Regions from separate parts of the Mus musculus genome. Here region 2 is linked to region 1. Evidence: chromatin contacts called from public Micro-C data. All regions are on one chromosome and are shown on one strand. Each heading gives the region's core, a stretch centred on a gene start, on an enhancer-like site or on the middle of the called end of the contact. The rest is flanking DNA. Distances are from core to core; before and after follow the strand shown. Region 1 has its middle 140 kb from the start of Gm31268. Region 2 has its middle 100 kb from the start of Etaa1.

The links. Hi-C and Micro-C count contacts between places; a contact is called where the count stands out from the background.
Region 2: a contact with region 1 is called in a Micro-C map of embryonic stem cells, with 2.0 times the contacts expected there. The contact joins two enhancer-like sites. A contact is called at or near these places in 20 of 484 Hi-C or Micro-C datasets (the N1E-115 cell line, cerebellar granule neurons, cerebellum and 9 more), 4 of 115 datasets of contacts at active chromatin or transcription factors (embryonic stem cells and forebrain) and 2 of 9 other capture datasets (embryonic stem cells and embryonic tail).

What each region holds. Positions count from the first base shown.
Region 1 is chr11:17,458,487-17,464,965 of GRCm38.p6, reverse strand. No RefSeq gene overlaps it. Among named protein-coding and RNA genes, the nearest start is that of Gm31268, 140 kb to the right of the region's middle. Within about 2 kb of position 3,840, at least 50 of the 459 cell types and tissues checked have an H3K27ac peak or open chromatin away from gene starts, as enhancers often do. A contact at or near this core is called in embryonic stem cells, where this site is marked.
Region 2 is chr11:17,849,727-17,856,205 of GRCm38.p6, reverse strand. No RefSeq gene overlaps it. Among named protein-coding and RNA genes, the nearest start is that of Etaa1, 100 kb to the left of the region's middle. Within about 2 kb of position 2,860, at least 4 of the 459 cell types and tissues checked have an H3K27ac peak or open chromatin away from gene starts, as enhancers often do. A contact at or near this core is called in embryonic stem cells, where this site is marked.

The DNA of each region.
Region 1 (6,479 bases), core at 2,591-5,090:
ATTACTTCAGGTCCAACCATATATGCCTTTGCTATGAAGATAAATAAACAAATAGACATTTAATTTGCTCTCTGTACAGAACATTTATATCGATTATTTGACCTTGTGGAAAACACATTTAAAGACGGTTCTGAACATTCTTTTATAGTAGGAGTATTAGCCTTACCTCAGTAAGCGTATTAGAAAGGCAAACACACTTTTCTCAGGTCTGATTTGCTCAACCCACCTCTCCCTCTAGCCTGTGACCATTCGATGATGGTGACAATGGGTTTCAGCATGCAACTCATTAGAAGTAGGTGCCATCAGGTCAAAAGATCTATTGTATGAGAAAAAAAAAAAAACAAGTAATCCAAAGGAAGGGAAAATAGAGTTCTCAGGCTCAGCTCACCTAAGAAAGGCCTTGACCAAATACCTGTCCCAAAGTGCAAAACAAACACATTCATGAAGACTAGAAAACTTTTATCTGTCATAGGCTGTCTCTTTTTCTATAATCCATTTATTTACATTCATATGTGTACATACATGTACACTTTGTACACATGGGCTTGAAGAAAAACAGCATAAAACATGAAAAACTTACCAATACCATGCCAGATGGTGTATGAATTGTGATCTGCCTCACAACCACCCTGAGCTCCTGTGTACTCTGCTCCTATGCACCTGTAGGTGAATATGCTTTTCTGGAAAACTGACTTGAGCCCATAAGCAACCATTCTACATGAAATTGTCTACATAAGAAATCATTCTACATGAAGGTCTTGGACCCCTTTTAACAACACATTTAATCCAAAGCTCAGACTCGGTTTTCCAGGGTGCAAAGCTGGAAAAGACTAGGTTAGAATCTTAAAGAGGTGGAAGAAGAACTTCATCTGAACAAGGAGGGAAAAAGAGAAGAATGCTCATGCTTGGGACCTTTAAGGATGGAGTCAACGAGTGACTATAGAAAAGTACAAAATAGTCAAATGCTGTCACCTCATTGCTTTCAGCTCAAGTCCAGAATTCTCAAGACAGTCAAGACTACCACATCTCTATTCAAAACCCATTTCTCATGTCTTTAAACTCCCTCTGCCCCACCCCAAAGCTATCTGACATGGTTGTTATGGTTATCTTAGTCCCATCTCTCTCCAGCATCCACAGGCCCATTCCTGTAGCCTTTCTCATTCTTCAAGACACAGTCCAAGCTTGTCTTTGGTGATAATATGGGATACCATGCCTGTGGGAGTAGTTCTGATGCTACTGTCCTATTCCCCAATTGGTTCTTGATCTGTCAGTAAGGAAGCCATGGTCTAATTGCTGGGTGGAAGGGATAGGCAGGACTTCCAGGTCCCTGAAGGCAAGCAGATGGATTCAAGGAGGGAAGGGGAGAGTTCACCATGCTTCTGACGTAGAAAAGTTGACCAGTCATGTGAGAGCTCGAAATGGAGTGGTCTCACAGGATCCTCCTACAGGCTGGTGGTCAGGGGTATTTAGCTGGGACTAGATGTAACTGAGCAACTAAAGTTTAGGGCAGGTGGGAGGTGCAGAGCTAAGAGTATTAATAAGGGCACACTAGCTGCACAAGTTTAATAATGCCCTGCAATTGTGCCAAGAGAGGTTGAAAATGAACAACATGTGTGTCTGTGTCTTTTATCTCTGTGGAGTCAAGGGAAGCTGGGTGGGAACTAGTAACGTGCAGCCCTTTCCCGGAGCTTAGGAAGGGGTAGCTAAAACTACACATGCCAACCAATCATGTTCTTCTTGAGGACAGTACTTGGCTGTATTTGGTCATTTCTGTAGAAGCCACATTGCATAGGAAATGCCTCATAGGCATATCCTTCATCCCACTGATGATACCGCACATTGCCTAAAGTCGAGCATTTTATATTTAGCCTGCTGGCCACTTGGTTCACTGGCCCACACTGGCTGTGCAAACTGCCTATGACATCAGATCAAGAATTTATTGAGCAGCAGTGTGTCTGCTCTGAGCTGTGATCATCATGTCCAGCTTGGGTCCAGACATTTTCTGGGCAGTTGACACAGTTTAATTAAATGAATGGACAAACCCTGGCAAGTAAGAAAAAAAAAAAAAGAAGAAGAAGAAGAGTGACTGCCTGAGGTCATATGCTAGGAAATATGTCAATCCACAGATAAACTCCAGTAGACAGCAAACAGGGAAATAGAGAGGCTCATTTTAAATGATTTGATAGCTTTGCCTAATACTCCTTATTGTATAATCAGTCACAGAGAGATACTCCATTCCCACCCCCACTTCATCACGCCCCCCCACACACACACAGAGAGAGAGAGAGACAGAGAGACAGAGATAGAGAGAGACAGAGAGAGACAGAGAGAGATGAGAGAGAGACAGAGACCAAGAGAGAAAAGGAATGATGGGGTCAGGGGCGTGTCACTCCATTGACACAGACAGATCTGTCTAGTTTCTGAAGCATCAGCATTTCAGCATCTCCCAGCATGTGTAAAGCTATGAGAGAGTGACACTTGAGAACATGTAACCAGACAGACTTAATCACTGGAAGCAAGAACTAGAAAATCCTCAGAAATGAAGGAAGCAATTTTTCTCCCATCTCCATTTTGCTTTCTATGTGGAGGTCCTGCCTTCTCTTTCTCCTGTCATCTTCTCACTCCTCCAACACACCGCTCAATCTCAGTCCCGTTGGATGTGGCAGGAGTGAGGGAGTCGCATGACCAAGCACAGGGGTTAATTCATAGGTTTCGGTAATCTGTTGGCCTGGGCAGATTTCTCAAAGTGTGTCTACCACATTAGCACAAATGATTGCAAGGTTCAGAAATGAATATAAATTACGCATTAGCCCACAAGTAAGTACATCTTATACAAGACAAAACCATAGCAATTAGCAATGTGCTACAAAATGAAACACTCTTGTCTGTAATAATAAAAATAGGTTGAATTTGGCATACTCTCCTAAGGTCTCAGAGAGACAGTATCCGAGAACCACTTTTACACATAGATGAAATGCTTATGTGAAGGTGTTTAAAGAAGGACATGTGAGTGGTGGGATTGTTCTAGACAGACAGAAAGGGCAAAGAGGAAGTGAAAGCTAAGAAGACTACACTGTAGTGAGTGGTTGCAGTTAGAAAAGCAGTTTGTTTTCAAGTCCTTCTGGGAAACCATATGATATTGTGTGTTAAAAATCCCTAAGTATTAATAACTTTGTGGTTATCCCAATTAATATTTCTCCAAGAAAGAAATTGTGCTGTGAAAGCAATCATAAGCATCCCATGTTGCCTGAAAGAAAAAGGCAGACATGTGAATTATAGTACATCTACTTGGAAAGTTGTACATCCGTGGAAACAATGTTATAATATTGGTTATGTTATTATAACATTGTAATAATATTAGTTGTATATTATACATAGTTATAATAATGAAAAATGATTATTATAAATATTAGATGGTAGTCTGAGGAAATGCACATGAAAAAAATCCAAGCCTTCCAAAAGTAAGTTATAAAATTATGCATGTGCTATAACCAAAGTCATATTATACATATATTATAGTCAAGCTTTTGTTTCTGAAAGTTGCAAATGATGATTCCGTACAGCTGAGGATACCTGTATGAAAGAATCTCTACAGACTTCCTACGATGCGCAGTAGTATTTAATTTTTTGTTTTCATTTACATGCAACTGTTGTTTCAGCTCTTCAGCTTTCAGTCTTTCCCTAGAATGTGTCTTTTACGGGAGAAACGCAGCTTCCAGTAAGAGGCTGAAATTCCCGCCTTCCGGGAAAACCCGCAGAAACCCAAGCTCCCGGCGCTCAGTGGTGCTTCCTGGTTTCCACCCTCTGCCTCTAAGGCCATTGTGCTTGAAACTTGTTGGAGTGAAAGGAATTCCCGGAAGCCCCAAGTCAACGAAGAAAGAAGCCAGATCGCAGTAGCAGATGGTTCATCTTACAGCTTTCATTTATTTTCTTTACGTGCCAGGAGGGGGTTACATTATCGACTGGGAGGGTGACCACACCTCTCTTCTTTAGAAAATGCCTGCTTGGCACCGTGGCATTCACCCAAGAAAAGTGTCACATTCTTTTGTCCCAGAGGTCCAGAGAAAGCTCTATCAGGCGGTTTTTGTTTTTGTTGTTGGTTTAAAAAAAAAAAAAAAAAAAAAAAAAACAGTATAATTACCATAAAGAAACCCTTCTGTCTCAAAAACACAAGCTTCCCATACATGGTAAGATGAACTAGACGTTATTTCTCTGCACAGCAAAAAAAAAAAAAAAAAAAAAAAAACCTTTTGGCCCACCCTACAAGCCATTTATGGGTTTGATTAAGGCCCACGGGTGTCTCTAACTTATTTATTTAGGAAACACTGTTATTGTCTTAATGTAAACCCAGTTCAGGATCAGTTGACAGTTGGAAAGCTGCGGCAGAGGGTTTTCAAAGGCGCCTCCTTGGAAAGGGGCTCTCCATTCAGCTCCAGTTTCTGAGTCGTACTGCCAGCTCTGCTCAGAAAATAAACAAATGTTTGTTTTACAACATGGCAAAGGGGGCTCCCATTCATCGTGGGCCAGATATGAAAACAAACTTCCACGTATAAGGGCTTTTGATACACATGACTTACTTGGATGACAAGAGGCTCACTGGGGAGTGCTTAAAGCTTATTAATATTGCACAAAAGACTTTTGTTTATCATTTCCCTGGACTGCCTGGGAATCACAGATTCAAGCCGCCACCCGGCTGGTGTCCTAGCATTTTAGCTGCCTTTAACGTGTGCAGATTGTGAAAGTACTGCTGGTTTGGAGCCAAACACAAACTCTCCACCAAGCCAGGTGAAAGAACTCAGAACTGCAGGGTTCTAAGAACCAAGGTTGGGATTGAAATTAAAGAGAGAGCAGAGGGGAGAGAGCTCCCTCTACAGGTAAAAAACTAGATGCCTTGCATCTACCTGCTTGGAAACCAGTAACTTCCAGAAAATTTGGAATCCATGGCCTGTCTAAAGAGACATTTCACCTCCTATTTAAACAGTCTACGCCTACAAGCTCTACTCTTCAGACAATGATCATAATGAAAAATCCTCTCTTGAGGCATCTGTTTACTAGGAAGGTGTGCAATGAGGTATAACCGATGTCATCTCCACCTCCCCTGTAATCTAGTAACCACAAGCTACTTGTGGCTGTGCTTAAATAATGCTGGATCGATGGATACAAAAGCAAAGAGTTTAAGGGGAGGATTGTGCTGTGAAGGGTGCAAATTAGCTTTTTTTATACCTATTACATACTTAGAAGATATTTGTAATAATTGGATTAAATTTAAAAATAATTAAATCAATTTCACCTGTAGTTTTTTCCCCCATGTTTTTAATATGACTACCAAAAAATAAAATTACTTATTCATCATCTATTTCTATAAGTGTTGGCCTAGATAATTAGGGTATAGTATCATATCAGAGCTAAAGCCTGTGGGATCTTTGATTTGTGCTAGTTTAGTTGATTCCTTTTTTCTGGTGCTGGGGTTATAACCCCGAGTCAGGAAAGTGTTCAACCACTGAGCCACAGCCACAGCCACAGCCACAGCCACAGCTCACTCACATTCTCTTGCCTTAAACATGCCCTTTCCACCCACAAACTGAATTTCTGAAAGCTAAAAGGATTTTTTAAAAAGTTTTAATGCAAACATCTCTATTTAAAGTCTTATCAAAACATGAGCAAACTTGCAGTCTGTGTGTGCTGAGAAGTGTCATAAGAAAGGGCATATTTTCTCTCTATAGTTCCGATTCTCGCGGCCATGCCCTTTGCTTTTTAATTGCAAGTTACTCCAAGAGAAAGAAATTCCTTCTACTAGAATAGACTTGAAGAATTGCTTTCAGGTCACTAGACAGTAGATATTTGCTTCCTCCCTTTTTTAGCTGGCAGCCTTACCCACCTACCTAGTCAGTCTCCTTTGTGAGTGATCATTAAGATTTGTGAGATAAGCAGGATTATACGAGAAATATGTGCCTTTAGGGTTAGCCTACCTAACTCTCCACTATTAAGACCAATAGGCAACATAGCCACCTTAATTATTCCTTCGAAGAATTCTTAAAATTGTTAGTCTCCTGCTACTTCTCTTCGCTCTCCTCCTGCTCTCCTGCTTTTCACCCCTCTTCCTCCTCCACCCCCTCCTTCCTTTGCATTAGTTATGTGCCTTTTCATCTGCTAGGTAAAGAAAGAAATCTCTTTAGAATGTTTTCTATATAGATGGTATTTCATCTATTCTTTAAAACACACAAAACTTTTATAACAAAAAAAAAATAAAACAAGCAAAAAAAAAACTGTGACTACATTTGTTTATTTCCCAAAATTTATGTGTTGCATCTTAAGTGCCCATGTGAGCTGTCCTTATTTCTGGTATGAAGAGAGAAATTAGTAAAGCAGACAACAAATTTGCTCATATACAAAAGCTACATAAGCAATGAACTTCAAATGAGTAGTCTGTTTTGTGCTCCTAGAATCTTACCAACTAGTGCATTCTTTCCTGAAAGGCA
Region 2 (6,479 bases), core at 1,611-4,110, 390 kb before region 1:
TAAATGAACAAGGTAAAAAAAAAAAAGATAGTGGCTGCCAACTTTGGCCCCTTTTGCTTTTCTCTTTCTGTTTTGAGTTTGTCTTTGTTGTTCCCCTTGAGGCACTATCTGAAGCAACTCTTTGGTAGCTACCTCCTCACTAGTTGGTATCCTTCTAGGAGTGTGCCAACAATCCTTTAATTTCTTTTTATTTCTATTTTTTTCTGAGGTACGTTTGTGTTCGGAAGTTTGTGTCTGTGTGCATGTGTTGGTCCCAGGCTGATGTCAGGAGCGTTCCTGTTCCCTAATCCCTTTCCAAGTTATTTGTTAGGCAGGCTCTCTCAATGGGATGCAGAGCTTGCCAGAACAGCTAGCCTGGTTAACATGCTTGCTCTGGGGGTTTGCCCATGTTTGCCTTTCAAATGTTGCAACTACAGGCAGGCCACTGTGCCCATAGTGGCATTTACCTATGTTTGGGATCTGAACTCCAGTCCTCATGCTTGCACAGACGCATCACACACGTTATCTGCAAGCACTTTATCCATCTCCTCAACTCTTCCATTCGTTCCTTTGTCTGACCGTGACACGAGGATTTGCTAATGTATCAACAAACGGAAGCTAGCACATTTGTAGGCACAGTTGCCGTATAGGTGGGACCCCACTGCCCCTCCATTCTGCTTTTTAGTGATGTAAGCACAGCCCATCAAAGTCCCCACTTGGACCCAGCAGACACCCAAAGGAAGGCCAGACAGCAAGCAGCACAGGCCAAACAGAATCTTTGGCTGACATGTTGTTTTTGAGTCAGTGCTTTCTGTAAGTGGTGGCCAACTTGACGTACTGAAGGCCTGTTTGGTTGACAGGAACATTGATAAAATGAAAGCAATTCAAAAAACGGTCTTGTAGGGGTTGGCTGAGAGCAAGGACATTCAATTTTTTTTATCTATCCTAAAAGACAACCGCAGTGTTTTCTTCACAGCAAGATGGGAAGATAAAAGTAGCTTTTTCAACTCTTAGAGCATCAGATTCTCATAATGTCTCACAGCAACACCCAAGTGGGAAGGAAACTCATCCTCCTCGTGCCCCAGGCAGGACTTGTTCAGAAGACCGCACGGAAGCTCCGGAGTTATTTGGTTAATTAGACAATTTGGTAACAATTAATCATTCAATTTGACTAATATACACATTTTTCAAAATACCAAGAAAATGTCAAGTCTCCATTCTATGCTTATGTTTGCTTCTCTCTCTCTCTCTCTCTCTCTCTCTCTCTCTCTCTCTCTCTCTCTCTCTCTCTCTGTGTGTGTGTGTGTGTGTGTGTGTGTGTTTGTAGAAGGATGAGTTACAGAACAGATTTGCCTAAGGTCATATAATAGTTCCTTGCTATTTCCTTTATTGTTTTCCCTCAAATCCTCTTTTTGTAGTAAGCCAAGGAAGGGAAATGACGCTGGCTTCCAAATTTCATTATGAAACCTTCCATTTAAAACAAAATGTATTGCATATTATAATTGCTACCAGAACCCATGAGGGCAGTGGTTTTCAACCTTGTAAGAACTGTGGGATTGCTCTTAAATGTGGCTGACTTCAAGGAGCCCACAGTCCTTTAACCAGGCTATGGAGAACAGGATACTTTCAAAAAATAGTTACATGGTGAAAAGCATAAACACATTTTTTGGTTAATAAAATGCACATAATTTTCTTAACCAAAAATTATGATAATGGTTTTGTCTTATAATAGTAAAGTGCTCTATTTTTCCGAAAGTCCAAGTTTGAGCTTGTGTACACAAAACTGTTTGGAAAAAGAGAAACACAATCACTAATTAGAATCTGTTTCTTCTTCTGAACGAGCTGTTGAACTGTTAAGTTTTTTCTTCAAGTTGCTGTTTTTAAAAGCTGCTTTCAAAAGGAACAGTAAACACAGTTCATATCCCTTTCAATAGGTGTAAAGAGAGCCTGTGAATTTCCACTAAGACAATGATAATGACACCAGACAGGCACCCAGGCCATTCTGAGTGCCAATTACTTAACAGCCATTGATTTGTAGAAGCCTACTGGGAGAGGCAGAAATTATATCTTCTTTGCAAAGAAGAAGTTGGAGTCAGCAAGGTCAGGGACTTACCCAAGTTCACCTTCATTGAGCAAGAGAAAGGGCTGAAGGGCCAAGCCCCAAGTGGTCCTCCATGTGGCACTCTATGTGGAAAAACCATTGTTTTCTGAGTCATATCGAAGTTCTGAGCCTCTTACAAGTCCTCTGCCCCACTACTAGTAATTCAACAAAGATACTTGGAAAATGTGATTTTAAAACGTTGAATTCTCCAGTAAATTAAATTCAAACTCCGTTTTATCCATTCCCCCCTGCCCCCCACCTCCTGAAACTTGTAGAAAGTAACTCTGTAAGGAATTGGGATCCAGCTCTTTGAACTTTAACTACTCCCAGGACCATGATCAGCAGGACAAAGGGGAAAAAACATGCTCAGCAAAGGAAGAAAATTGGTCAGTTTTCTCTAGGCCTGCTAGCTTTCCTTAGTATTCAAGGAAGGCAGGTTCTATATACACAGAAAAGTGAGGGCATTGTTTTGAAACTGTTTCAAGTCTAGCAGTTGAAACCCGGAGATCTCTGTTACCAAAGATAATGTAGGTGCGACTAATACTTTCCGAGGTACCTGGGCTTTATGCATGAATTGAGCATGCTCTGATGGCTTGGACTCAATCCCTGTGACCAGCAACAGTCAACAAAAGACAAAGGGAAGCAATTTAACCAAGGTTAACCCATGGAATCCTTTGCTTGGCAACGAGACGATTCCTTTGTTGGATTGGTCATTCTGCCATTAGCTTTTCTGTAAACCCCTTCAGTCTGGCTGTGACCTTGTAACTGACCTCTCCTCTCACCACGGCCTTCACAAGTAACTCATCCGAAGGCTTAATGGGAGGCAGAAAAATCTAGAGCCCTCCTCAGGAGCTCCAAAAACGTAGTTCCACCAGACTCACTCCATTTGCAACGTGATGGTCCCAGGGGCATCCTTGTTTTTCTAAAATATTTTCCTTTTATTTATATAAACTTGAAAATGTTTACAACAATTCCCAAACCTGTTTCATGATTTTCCCTGGATTGCCACACTGAAAACATTTTCCATACACCTTCAAAGACTGGACTAAAAAAAAAATTTTTTTTTTATCTTAATTTGACTTTTCTTTCACATTACTAGGGAGTGGAACCAGTTTCCATAATTAGAGGAGGCATATTGACCCATCAATTACTCTGACTGTTGGTTCCATTAATGTGCATGTGAAAGGTGTTTTTCAAACTGCACCAAGTAAATGTGAGAATTTTTATCAGAGGCAAAATATTTACTACGTGACTAGTTATTGGATGAATTTTTAAAATAAAATAAAAGTTTCTTTTAAAAAATCTCCTTTTCAATTTTCAACTATCCACATACCCCAAAGGGGGAAAAAAATCAAAAGTCAAAAAAAAAATCATACTTTAATGGATTTTTTTTTGGATTTAACAAAGGTACTTGATCTTTCCAAAAATTTTCAAACATTCATACAATCTCCCAAAACAATTCTTATGATATATGTATATATTTGCATTTACACATGCATGCATGCGAGTGAACACACCTTCAGCTCGAGCAGCAACAGCGACCTCTAGTGTGTCTTTCTAACCTGCTCACTTTACGGCTTTTATTCCCCGTCTCTTTAACCTCCAGGAGACTGCTTAAGCTTTAATTTCCAGTTCACATTTGATCTAATTTCTGTATTGACTAAACCGAGAACGTGATCTTTGGGAGATCTTTTTTGGTTCTAATAAAGTAATAAAGCAGTTATGGCTTTATTAATTAGTGTCATGACAGTACCCAAAGTTGTACCTGCACAATGCCCCCCAACGGTGGGCTTTATTTGCACGATAAACTCACCTGGGGCCGAGGAACTCTTCCTGTTCTAAGCACAAGCATCCACTCTCCAGCATGCATGCTTGCTTTAGGAAGGTTCACGTCTCCTTGATGCTCTCCAGTGGGCCTCTTTATTAAAATTAAGCGAGAAAAGGGACTGAAGAACGGCTCAGCTGTTAAGCACACTCGCTATCCCTTCAAAGGGCCTGAGTCTGATTCCCATCACCCACGTGCTGGCTCACAACCTCTGTAACTCTAGTTCTAAGGAACCTGAATGACCTCTCTTGATCTCCGTGGGACCAGGCACACACATACTAAACAGCCACATAAACAGGGAAAATATGCACACGAGACAAAAAAATACATTTGTTAAAATTAAGGGAAAATTGAAGACTCTGTCTAAGGGCCAAGACATTTTTTTTTTTAATGTTTTAGGGGTTTACCCTAGCTAGATGTACACTGCTGTAAGGAGAGTCTACAGGAACAAAGTTGTATGATGTTGACAGTTTGTATCAGCAATTCTACTCCAGGTTTCTCTTTTCAGTGTATAACAGCAATCTAATTTTCTATGGGCTCGGTCTTGGGACACAGGGCTTGGATGACCATAGTAAAATAGTCCATAGGCTTTTCCACGTCCCTCCTTTTTTTTTTTTTTTTTTTTTGAGCAAGTATTTCCTGTCTCCTTTTAGACAGAGTTCAAAGTAAAACATCCCCTCTCATCCGGTCAGACTGCATCGGATTCCCATTGGCCTTGTCTGTTTGTGGTCTGTCTGACAGAGGCAAGCTGAAAGGGGTTTTCTGTCTGCCCTATGGCAAACACTTTTAGGATGTGTGGGAAAGAGGCAGAAAAGATTTTTTTTTTAAAGTAAATGTTTCCTGTAAGTGAGGAAGATTTTCAAATTGTAGCTGCTAGAAAAGATCCTGCAGGACAGATAGGGAGATGTGAAAGGCCGAACATGACTGTCTCCTGGGATGGAGCTGGGCTTACTGGCAAGCAAGAAGCTGCATGTGGAAAACATGCTCCAATCTGTGTAAGTAAGCATGGCAGAAAAATGAGCATCATTTCAGGGTAAAAAAATAAACAAAACCTGTTGAATCAGAGCCCTGGGGAATCAGGCAGAAAGATGGATGTAGGTATGTGGTTATAGGCATGAGTAAATCTGCTTGCAATGCAGCAGCTGTGAAATACATAATAGACATTGTGTACTTACATTTTCTTGTACTTTATTGTGTATGTCTCTCTTGCCATTGTCTTATTGCCCATGAGAGTGTGTGTCTCAGTGGCAATTCTGAGATGACACCTATCAAAAGAGAGAAGAAAGAACAGAATCAGAAAATTGGTGAACCCCATAGGAGACCATTAATTAGGGTTGCATTTAGGTCAATAAAATATTTCAGAGTTAGGCCCATGGAGTTCTGCTTGATCAACCTGCTCATTTGCAAATGAATAAGGCCTGCCTGGAGTGTCCAGTGTCCTGGAGCAGAGCTGATATTCAGCTGGGGTACATAGCATATGTTCTAATTCGGTTAGTGTGATGGTTGCGTGGTCTGTGATTCTTGGCTGCTTTTGAATATCGATCCAATGTTTGGTCATCAAGTCACTAGTTTGTGCTCATCATCTGTTTTCTGAGTTCCCAGACCAATTATCACATCCAAAATCTGTAATTTGGCACCAAAATACTCTTCTGCCTCCTTTCTTTCTGCCTTTCTGCCATTGCCTGCTTCCTGCCTGCCTGCTTTCTTCTTTCTTCTCTTTTTGAGACAGTTTCTCACTATATATAGCCCAGTCTGGCCAAGAACTTACTCTCCAGACAAGGATGGTCTCCATTTCACAGAGATCCACCTGCCTCTGCCTCTGCCTCCCTAGTACTGAGATTTATGGTATGAACATGCAGCATGCCCACACACAGCCTGACCAGAAGCTTTCTTGAGCAACACCCACGTCACAGCTCTTCCAAAGCGGACTCACCTGACCAGAAGGTACCCTTGCTCCCTGTGTCCAAAACCTACCCCATGGTGAATGCCACTGGCTCCTCTCCAGGAGGCTTCAGTGAGCATAGAGACCTAATGGCACCTGCAGCTTATTTCAAAACCTGTGTCTGTCTGTCATGTTGTTTGGTAAAATTATACCAAATATCAATGTATTTTCATGAATCTACAGAAAACTAAGTTCATTGCTCCACAAAGATTTGATTTAGGCAACTTAAAAAAGAATAATCAGTTGATTCTTAGATAAACTTTATTATTAAAAAAATTTGCAAATAACTAAAAGAAATATCACACACCAAAACAAACAAACAAACAACCTAACAAACAAGCAGTTGAGACTAGGTGGATGAGAGATGATTCGAAAAAGCAGCAAACATGAAGACAATCCTTTGGCAGTCACACACTCTGTAAGTATCATTACATTTTTCTCAGAGAATCCCCAGACCTCATTGCATTCTTGGAATTTCATTTTCTAAGAAAGATACTGTGGAACTCTCAGGGTTCCAGATAGGAAGGAGGTCCAAATATATATAGCATGATGCATGTTTAAGTGTCACATCATTTGAAGTCATTTCTCACTTGGAGCAACTGGGTTCACTGATTCCTCAGCAAGCAACCCTT